2 separate regions of the Gossypium hirsutum genome follow, and region 2 is linked to region 1. The links are chromatin contacts, called in public Hi-C maps. All regions are on one chromosome and are shown on one strand. The core of a region is the stretch at or near the end of the contact, and the rest is flanking DNA. Distances in the headings are between cores, read along the strand shown. Region 1 holds the start of LOC107945894 (rho GTPase-activating protein 5). Region 2 holds the start of LOC107945887.

What was found. Hi-C and Micro-C count contacts between places; a contact is called where the count stands out from the background.
Region 2: a contact with region 1 is called in a Hi-C map of leaf, with 2.0 times the contacts expected there. The contact joins the promoter of LOC107945887 here to the promoter of LOC107945894 in region 1. A contact is called at or near these places in 2 of 34 Hi-C or Micro-C datasets (both in leaf).

The regions. Positions count from the first base shown.
Region 1 is chrD12:41,607,973-41,613,449 of Gossypium_hirsutum_v2.1, forward strand. LOC107945894 (rho GTPase-activating protein 5) reads left to right here and starts at 2,553. Exons shown (of 5, transcript XM_016880044.2): 1 at 2,553-3,243; 2 at 3,336-3,453; 3 at 3,518-3,637; 4 at 3,739-3,969; 5 at 4,291-4,979. The coding sequence starts at 2,840. The coding sequence ends at 4,785. LOC107945896 (acidic endochitinase) reads right to left here. Exons shown (of 1, transcript XM_016880045.2): 1 at 4,875-5,477. The coding sequence ends at 4,990.
Region 2 is chrD12:41,774,423-41,779,899 of Gossypium_hirsutum_v2.1, forward strand. It overlaps LOC107945887, which reads right to left and starts at 2,755. Exons shown (of 1, transcript XM_016880040.2): 1 at 1,471-2,755. The coding sequence starts at 2,682. The coding sequence ends at 1,576. LOC107945888 (GRF1-interacting factor 3) reads right to left here. Exons shown (of 5, transcript XM_016880041.2): 1 at 5,425-5,477; 2 at 5,197-5,316; 3 at 4,310-4,386; 4 at 3,650-3,737; 5 at 2,889-3,572. The coding sequence starts at 5,274. The coding sequence ends at 3,162.

The DNA of each region.
Region 1 (5,477 bases), core at 1,303-3,802:
CCAACATATGTATCTTTACTCCATTTTCATACACATATAAATCCCTGCATGTTTGCTGGTAAACCCTTCTTTGCATCTCTAAAGCATGTAGTAGTATCAATGAGGTCCTGAATACAATGACAAAGGTTGAGGTTTTGGGTTTTTTAGTATCAAATTTTAAGTCTCAACAACATGCACAATTATTATGTGTGGGTCTTTAATCTCACCATGTGTTGATGTCATATGTAGATTTTAGTTTAGTAAGTCAATTTTAGTCTAAATTATTATGATTCTTAGCTGCTCGTGTTTGTTTTTATACTTATAAGCTTTTAAAAAAATAAAGCAATACAATAATCTACATCCCTTACTCAATATAGTTTTTAATTAGTCTAATCGCGAATTTCATCCTTATATTTTATGAAAACTTAAAAATAAGTAATTCAACAAAAAATCATCAAAATTTGATGTTTATACTTTATCAAATTTGAGGAGTGAAATCGTGCTGTTAGTAAGTACATGAACTTAAACCCTTAATTTTTTCATTAATAATTTTGCATATAAATTATTGAACTCTTAATTTTTGTTAATTATAGGTGTTGAGGGGAAATCAACTCTTCAAAGAAGTTTTATCTTCAAAGTGTAATTATCTGGACAATCAATCTAGGCTTTAACAATCAAATGTATTATCCCTGTATCGAGGTCTTATCTTTAGTATCTATGGAGAGCTATGTACAATTCATAAAAAGAAAATACTTCGATTAGTGAAGATTAATACTTGTAAAACTTAAGATAAATATTAATATTGAGCGTGTGGATAATTATATGTTATATATAAGGTGAAGGTAGGTATCTCTATAAATTTTGGTTGACATAAAGTAAACTAGACTTCCGAGATGATTCAATATGGTTTTTAACTCAACAAGATGTACATCAGCATCCAAGAAAAACAGGACCAAACACCAAGAACTGAATTGCTCAACAAACATAAACAAGTTCAATAACTTTTCTTGATTTGATCACCAAAATCAAAGCTTCGGGGACTTAAAACAAAAGTCAGAACATTTAGAACCCCCAGCAAATGTGTCTATACCTGTGCATGCAAATTGCAAATTGCAAACTGCAATGCAACAGTAGACATGTGAAGTGTAAAAAGCATTCCACTTTCCAGTTCAGACAAGATTAGGGATATGGGACCAGGAACCGTCGGATCAACACCAGGCGGTGGGACTATATCTGCATGGTAGGTGTTCATTGTTCACGTGTCTCGTCGTATTTGCCGCTGCATGGTCATGGTGTATTTAATTAACTGGTAGCTACCCTTTCCATGTCTGCCTTTTACCTCCCTTGCTTTCACAAAACTTAGTTCTTAAAAGCACAAAACTCTTTACCATGTCTATCTGTACAGAACTATTTAACAGGCTTTTCCATCCACTTTTATATTAAAAGATTGGTAAAAGTGCTATAGAATTCCATCTATTAGTTGTTAGATTACATTTTGTGTCCCCATATTTAAAAAAATAGCAAATTAGTCCCTGTATATTAAATTAAAAAGTAAACTGGTCATTTCTATTAAAATTTCATCTATTTCTACTGTTAACAATTGACATGGCTGACGGAATATAACCAGACAATTACAAGTGACATGCCTAATGTACCTCATTCTAATGTATAGGGAACAAATTTTAACATTAGAAATAGATGAAATTTTTAACAGAATGATCCATTTGCTTTTTAATCTAACGTATAAGAGTTAATTTGCTATTTTTTTTAATAAAAGAGACAAAATGCATCTGACTTCTAGTATAAGGGCCTCCATGGCACTTTTACCTAACATATTTTGTTTGATCAAAGCTAGATACTTTTTAAGTAAAGTATTAAATTTAAGTTTTATGAATGGAGAAAATAGCATTAGAACAAATTTGGTCCCTGAATCCAATTTGATTTAACCTTGATTTCAATCGAGGTTTTATGTAACTATGGGACATTGAAGGTGTCATATAAAAGAAAGGTTAAATTTTGCTATCACTCCCTTTATTTTACAAAAGTTGTGGATTTAGTCCTTATGCTTTTTAAATTGGTCAATTTTAGTCTTTTTACTTTTAAAATTTTAAAATTTTAGTCATCACCCATATAATAACAGTTAAATCTATTTGGTTAAATTCAATTACTAGTCTAGCACTATGCGTACAGTTATAGATTAGTCTATATTCTCCAATTGTATAATTCTAAGTCTCTATACTTTTCGAAATTTGCCATTTCAATCTTGATACAAATGACTGTCATTAATCCATTAATTGGATTTTTAGTGAATAATGTGGAAATAACAAGTTGACATAGTATTACACATATGATAATATATTTGTCGCATCAAATTTTGAAAATAACAGAACGTAACATAATGGATTTAATAATTATTCTTTTGGTGAGGACTGAAACTTTAAAATTTAAAAAGTATAAGGACTAAATTCACAAGTTTTGTAAAGTTCAGAGACTAATAACATAATTTAGCCTAAAGAAAAGATGTTTAATGGGACCTTATGTGTATATATTACAAAAAAAGGCTATTTTTTTTCAAATATATTTTTTTAGTGATACTCTTGAAACTGTCTTTCTGCAATGACAGCTTATTAGTAGGGTAGAAAGCACCCATAAAAGCTTCAGATTTGAGACAAAAAAGAAACCTTGCCATGTGCCCATGTGACTGTACTGTGGGCGACAAGAAGTGTATATATATGTATATATATGTACACTCTAATTTAAGTTGAATTTTAATGCATTTTTATAATTAATAAGAGCTGTTATTTTCATTTTCTCATATATAATACATATTTTAACTTAAGATTTCGGATGAGGGAGAACGATGGCTGGGTTGTTTCGATCCAAATCTTGTGGACTGCTCGGACTCAGTGAGTTCTTTCACCAAACCAAGACCAATGACGACCATGAAGAAGAAGAAGATTTTGCAGAAGATGGGATGAACCCTATTGCTACGACGCCATTGATAAGCTCGAAATCGAGGTTTGGTTGTAGTCATGGAGGACGACGAGACAACAACCAATTCCCGTTTATGGATATATTAGCAGCGTTGTTAAGGAAGTCATTAGTCACTTGCAGTGTGGACACCGACGACATATCTTCCCTGGATATTAGCTTACCAACTGATGTCAAGCATGTCTCTCATGTTACTTTCGACTGCTTTAATGGCTTCCTCGGCTTACCTACTGAACTCCAACCTGATGTTCCCTCAAAGGTTCCTAGTGCCAGGTTTGTTTCTTCTTAGCCTTGGATCCATGAAAGTTCTGGTTACGGATTCTAAGAACTCAATTGATCTGTTTCTGTCTATTGCATGTTTACAGTGCAAGTGTTTTTGGGGTTTCTCCTAAGTCAATGCAGTGTTCTTATGATGGTAAAGGGAATAGTTTGCCAACAATTCTTCTTATGATGCAGAGTCGTTTTTATGATGGAGGTCTTAAGGTAAGAGTCTTAGCCTATGTTGGTTTAATGACTAAATTGTGTTTTAATTGTGTTTCATTTGAAGGCAGAAGGAATATTTCGGATTAATGCCGAAAATAGTCAAGAAGAGTATGTTCGAGAAAAGTTAAACAAAGGTGTCGTACCGCACGGAATCGATGTCCATTGTTTAGCTGGTTTGATAAAGGTACAGATATATATAAGCATGTCTGGTTTTAGACCTTGGTGATGGTTGAATTTGTGCCTTGCGATTCACGGCATATCTGGTTTCTGATTAATGTTTCGTAGGCATGGTTTAGAGAACTTCCTAGTGGAGTGCTCGATTGCCTTACACCGGAGCAGGTGATGCATTGCAACACGGAAGACGATTGCGTTGAGCTTGTGAAGTTGCTCCCTTCAACAGAAGCTGCTTTACTTGATTGGGCTATCAATTTGATGGCAGATGTTGTGGAGTATGAACAATACAACAAAATGAATGCACGCAACATCGCGATGGTTTTCGCACCGAATATGACTCAGGTACTTTTCTTTGTTGCATTTAGGGGTCTTGCTAGTTCAACTGCACCGGGGCGAGTGGCCTGGTGAAGTGAGTTCACCTTGTGTGTTTCACAGCTGCCCTGTTTCGGACAGTAATGGAGGGCCTAAACATGTGGACATTGGGGTAAACATTATTGTCCCTTGGGGTAGTATAGTATTGTTGGCCTCTTATCTCGGCAGAGTGGCAGAGTGGAAGGTTAGGACCGGAGAGAATTCGCCATAAGTGATTTCTCTTTAATTCTGTTTTGAAACACTAGTTTTAGGAAAAAAACTAAATGAGAGGAATATATCTACCTACTGCAGATGGCCGATCCCTTGACAGCATTGATTCACGCCGTGCAAGTGATGAACTTCCTCAAAACATTGATCTTAAAGACAATTCGAGAAAGGGATGAGTCCGCTACCAAGGACAGGTTGCTTCCATCTTGCTCAGATTGTCCTACTGGCATAACCGATACATGTGCATCTAAGGAACCTGCCACTGCTAAGTTCTTGAGGGTTGCCACATTGAGTAGACTCGAAAGTGACCCCGAAGAGAAACAATGGAGCATTCAGAATAGTAACAGAGAAGAGGAAGTTGAGTCCATTTCAGGCAACAACATACTAAATGAATGGGAAATGGGAAATGTTGAAACTGAATGTAGAAGTGGATATGATAATGGTGACCGGCTAAGTTTAAGAAAAGGTGTAAGGCAATTATGCAGGCACCCGATATTCCAGTTGAGTAAGCCGACGAAGAAGACACGGAATCTCGGGATTGTAAATACTAGAGGAAGAGGCGGAGAAGCTTGGATATGATACAACATCAATGGTGATTGTTGTTTGTGTAATATGCATTATAATGGTATACTCCTTGTACTAGCGTATGATGTGCAGTATTGAAAAAGTAATGAACTGAATCTTAATCTGCAATTTTAGGTAGCATAACTGAAAATAGTTTCATAAATGTAGACCATATATTTATAATACGAGTAATATATAAGAGTTGAGTATATATAGGTCTCAGACATGGCTCTTGATGGAAGAGCTATATCCACTTTGATCATCATAATACTTGGACCAAAGCATAACTCCGCCGTACTTGGAGGAATTCTTTATGGCAGGGAGGACCTCGGATGTGAGATCGTTTACAGGGATGAAACCGCTGCCTGCTGCATCAGGAGCTGCCGGTAAGCCAAGGAAAATCTTGGTTGCTGGGATATCCGAAGTCCATTGTTTCCATGCATCTTCAAGGTTGGCAATATCGGCCGACGAGTATTGGCAAGGAGGGTTGTTATAGAATTGGACCCAAACATAATCAAAGAGACCCGTTTTCAATGCATTTCCAACCCAAGCATCAGGGAATGGGCATTGAGGAGCTGCGGTTAAGTACAATTTCTTGCCTTTCTTGCTATATCCCGAAAGGTATTTCGCGAGATCGTCCCAATGTTCCCCTGTTCCTCCCTCGATATCAAAGTCGATCCCGTCAAGAACAGCAGGTCCAAGCGGTC
Region 2 (5,477 bases), core at 1,505-4,004, 170 kb after region 1:
GCATTTTCCATTCTTTAGTTCCCTCTTTCGATTCTTTATTGAGCTTAATGAACCTGAATAAATTTTTTTATAGCAATGAACAACTTAACAAGCAACTTACAAGGAATGAGAAGTAAAGAAAATTTAAGATAAGATAGAAACACTCTTTTGAAAATGTAACTTCAACTTTGATTTTTTTTTGAATAAAGATAGATAACAACCTGATTTAGACACCGTAAGCTCTAATACCAAATGATGCGATTTTAAAGTGATTTGAACCCCAAAAAGAATAATGAGACCCAAAAATTCAATTTAGAACAAGGATGCCTTGGATTGTTCTAAATAAAATTCTAGAATATTAAAGAACCTTGACCCGTTATAAAAAAATATGAACCAAAGGTATAAGAAAGAAAGTAGTCGCCACACTAAAAAAAAAGGTTGTGAGTGATAAAACATAGGTTAGAATGCCATAAGAAAAATCTTAATAAATTGTAAAAAGTTCGTTGAACAACAAAAAGAGAAAATACTCCCAAATATATTAGGCTCAAAATCGTTTGTTGCAGACTCATTTCCCCCTATTTATACTTGGAACAACCATCCAAGAATAGAAAAAATCATATTTAAAGCAACAAACTAGTATATGCATGAATCCAACCATACAACGAATCTAGAAGGAGATAAATGGTTGCATACAACGAATATGACTTAACCAACAATATAAGCATCTAAAAGCGACTAAATGACATTGATAAGAGATAAATATATACCATAGATGATCTGAGCAAAGTTGGCGAATTTAAAAACTAAATAGCCATTTCAATTTGCCTTTATAACATGAAATAAGCCTTGATCTTTATTTGGTCCAATATTGGACTTTGGTTTTCATAATAAGCCCATATCCCTTGGATTAGCCCATTAAATGCTTCTCTGAATCGTCTACCCATTTGGAACATGCAATGGATCTTGAAGTGTTGCTCCTTTATTCTCATCACCGTATTTATTTCATCCAAACTTGAGTATCATCTTCAATCACAATTTATATTCTTTTTTTTTTTTTTGCAGTTATTCATGTTGACTTAGCAAGCTTGAGAGAACATTTATTCTGTTGGCACTTATCAACTTATGGGAGAAATCGAGAATCTTATCATACGTTTTAGTTCATTCATGCTTCATTTTACCAACTTATATTACAATGAAACTGTATCAACCAAGCATTTAAATATTATGTTTTAATTAAATAAGATAATATTCCATCTCGTAATTTTATAATATCATAATTCCTTGAATCATATAATCTTATTATAAGACACTATTAATTCTTTTAAGCTCAAAATATAGATTTGAGAAATTTATTGCAAGTTCCGATAACTTGGATATCTTTCGCCAATGACCATCGACCCATATAAAAAGTCAAATTAATATCAATACCAAAACTTATTCGACTTCACCGCCTTCCTAAACTGTTTGATTTAGTGTATACAAATTTATGGATAATTTAAAAATTATTTTTTTTATTCTTATGAAGGCCAAGGTAAATCCCATTATTACACAATCAACCCCAAAGTTTTCCCATTCATTTTTACATGGATAAAAATATCAAAAATTTCTTACTAAAGCAGTATCAATGACCCAATGTTGACCATCGGTTCGGATGTTGAGATGATTGATTTGAGCAAGCAAATTGACTGCCCTTCTTACCCCATGGTTATCCGCGGCGGTAAAATAATCATGCCCAAAAATTACCCCACCGGGTTTCAAGATCCGATACGCTCCGTTTATATCTCCCCAAGCGGATATGAAATCATGACCCGCATCGATTTCTAATAGATCCGCCATTATTCCCCATTCACATAGCTTCTCTAGACCCGATCTTGTCGAAAACGGTACGGGTAAAACCGACCCGGTTGCGTTGAAATAAACCACATTTTGCATGAACTGTTGAAGCAATAAAACGTCGCCGTTTATGTCGTTAATGTCTTTGAACCGGTCTCTGAAACCCGGCCATCCACGGAAATCGTCGAGGCAGAGTATCTGTGTTTGGAGTCCGAGTTTCCGAGTCACGTTCACCATGTGAAGAGCCGACGCGCCTAAGAAAGTTCCCACTTCGACGATGAGTTTGGGTTTGACTCGTTTTATTAAGTGCTCGAAAACGTCACCGTTAGATCCCCAACCTCTGATTCTTTTTGGTTTTAGGATGTAACGGAGGTGGGGTGGTGGGAAATCGGTGTAAGGGGAGGAACCTTTGAAGACTCGTTGAAGAATCGTTGGGAAGACGAGATGGGGTGGGAGAGGTGAGTTGGAACAGTGAGCGGCGACTCGGAAGTTGTCGAGTTGGGTTGGTAAGCTAGCGAGTTGAAAAACAGAAGGCGGCGGAGGAAGTGGTGGTGGTGGTGGAGGAGAGGAGTGAGACAGGTAACCCAAGGTGTAACTGAGCAAGACAATGATGACATACACGGTGGTATGAGTGAAGAGCTTGGTGGTTATAAAAAACTTGTTTCTTTGGTGGTTATAGAGGTGAACAGGGCGTTGTTGGTCTTCTCTCATGGCGGTTTCTGGTTTTTGCTTTTTCTTGCTCAGGTCTTCTAAAATCAAAACACAGAACAAGAAGGTTAAAGAAAAGGCCTTTCCTTTTCCAACATTGGTTCCGTGCCAAATGTTTGAGAGTGATTTTTGTACTTCATTTTCACCATTGAAAGCTGACATCTAAAGAATATGTTAAAGAATTTTCAAGTTGATTTTGTTTTATTCTTTGTACTTTGATTCTAATCTTAATTGTTAAGAGACATAGCATCTATAGATGAGATAAGCCAACAGATTTTTAGCTTCTTCAACATGAAAGGTTCCACTTTGACAACCATGACCTGGATTTACAAAGTAATTTACAAAAGCAAAACCAGGAAAAAGCAATGTAATTTTCAACTGGATCACAATTTAGATACAAGCTGCAAACTTTTATAGGTTACTACAAAATGACAGCCTCAGAGGTAGTGACCACATGCTCTTATATACCACCTCCTTTTACAACAAAACCATCGTTGTCTTAACAACCTGTTGTTTAATTCATTGGCATGCCAACAACCTCTCAACAAGAGTTAAACTACCTAAACTGCTACATTAAAGAGCAAGTTGAAGATTTTAATTCTACAACAGTCTATGAGATGACCGCCAGAGGAATACAAATCCTATTGTAAAAGAAGCCTACCATCACAGTCACTTTTTCCCTCCTCGGCTCTGTCGCCGGTTGTGTTACCCTGTCCATTGACACCGGTTTCAGGGTTTTGCTTGTTTCCAGCACGTCCATCACTTGGGCCTGAAGATTGAGGGGGGCCAGCACTGCTGCCACCTCCAAGACTGGCCTCGGAATGCATGGGATGCATGCCATTGTTGGGTCCTCCAGGCCTGATTCCCATTTGACCTTGCATTGCTTGTTGATGCTGTTGGTGCAGGAGGTGCTGAGGGTCTTGCATTTGATGTGGGTTATTGAATTGCAATGGCACCTTTTGAGAGTACATGCCCAGTTGTTGTGCCATCGCAGCAGCCTGAGGATGTTGCATAAAATATCCTCCGGTTGGAATTGCAGGATGTGGTGCCATCTATGATGATGGAAAATGTGTCAGGAAGCGGTGTAGCAGCGGATAGATTAGAAGAAAGAAGTTATCTTAACACTCACCTGAGGAGGCATTGTTGGCATCGATTGCGGTTGAGCATCCGCAATAGCAGCTAAATACATCAAATTTTTTTGCAGCTGAGCTTGATACCTACATCATCAAAATCTTGTATAGGTACACTGCCTAGATATTGCACATGTAAGCATATATGCATGTGCGAATGATGTATACGAAGAAAAACCGAATCCTTGATAGCACATTTGCAGAAAAACCAAGCTAATGTATCCAGATGATAAATAATATAGTGATCATTCATTAGCGCTATAAATGCTATTGATGCAAGATAAATGGCAACAAGAACCAAATCGGGTTTGGTTGGAGTGGAGATTTTACCGTCCGTATATGCATCACAAGGCTCAGACATATCCGCAGAACACTCATCCCAGTTTGGATCTAGGTAACTCTCGATTCGAGTCCCACTTTCAACTAAAAACACACACAATTATCTAGGAAGGAAGAATTTACAACTAATTGATGGTAACATTAAATACTTCAATTTGAAGTACGTGAACCATAATACATCCTACGGCATCTAGCACTTTCAACAAGCCACTTCCAACTTAAAGCAAACATATATAATAAACCTCAAACATTAACTTAAAGATGCTGCATGCCCCACTAAGGTAGATAAAAGAAGAAACTGAAATTTATAAATCACTTACTGCGCACATTCAGCAAGTTTTCCAAGATTCTGATTGTCCAAAATTGCCAAAATCAACTTCTTATTCTCATCAAGGTACTGGTAAGAATGAAAATTAAAACACAAGAACTTAATATACTCCATTTTTAAGCATTAAGTGAAAGATATTGTGAATACACAACAAATAGCGAAAACAGACAAAAACAACAGAAACAGTAAAGCCATACATTACACCATATATGGTTTTTCTAGAGTTTAGGCACAACAGAAAAAAGGACCGAACCAAGGAAAGGATAGCCCTTTCAATAGGAAGTTGCTGAATAAAAAGAATAGCTGGATTTCAAGTATGCCTTTGAGCAGATCTATCGGTTTTTGTTTTCAAATCATTGAGTTCAAACAAATATTTCATTGCATTAAAGAATCAAAACACTGAGAATCAAATCGAAAAGGGCAAAAACACTTTTCATTCTCCCCCAAAACATCAAGCATAACTGTTTGTTACACCATACGCAACTCACCATTCAAGTTGGTCCAACTATATCGCTCCGCATTACCAATAACTTCCATTCATTTCTCTATTTCACTCGTCAATTTTACTGCACCTTTTCAAAATGAATACCATCCACCATTCTATCCAAAATAACTACCATTAAAAGCACAATCAACTCTTCCATGTCATAAACGTTATGTTCATAAAATCCAACAAAAGGGCTTCATTTGTTTTTCTTTTGGAACAGATAAAAAAAGGGTTTCTTCTATCTCATACATAACTAAAGATTACCCAAAAAAATTACAAGTTCGAGATCAACATCTCCTTCCTCAACAACCCCATAACTATAACATACTAACATTAAACACAATACATGGACAATAACGAAAAACAAAAAAAAATTATATAAATATACACACCTTCTGAATCTGTTCAGTAGTAATATTAGTAGGTGAATATGAAGGCATGACAGGAATCATTTGGGGTGGCTGCGGCATCTTCGTGTGAACTTTTACTTTACTCCAAAAGAAACCCTAAACCTAATCACCATGAAAAAAAATTCCCCAAAAAAACATCTCAATCAAATATAGATAAATATTAAACAAAAAAATGGAAATAAAAAAAAGGGTATGTACTATTTTTTTTACCTTGTTTGAGCAGATGAGTGTGGAGGATGTCCTCTGTTTTTTTTTTTTTTCAA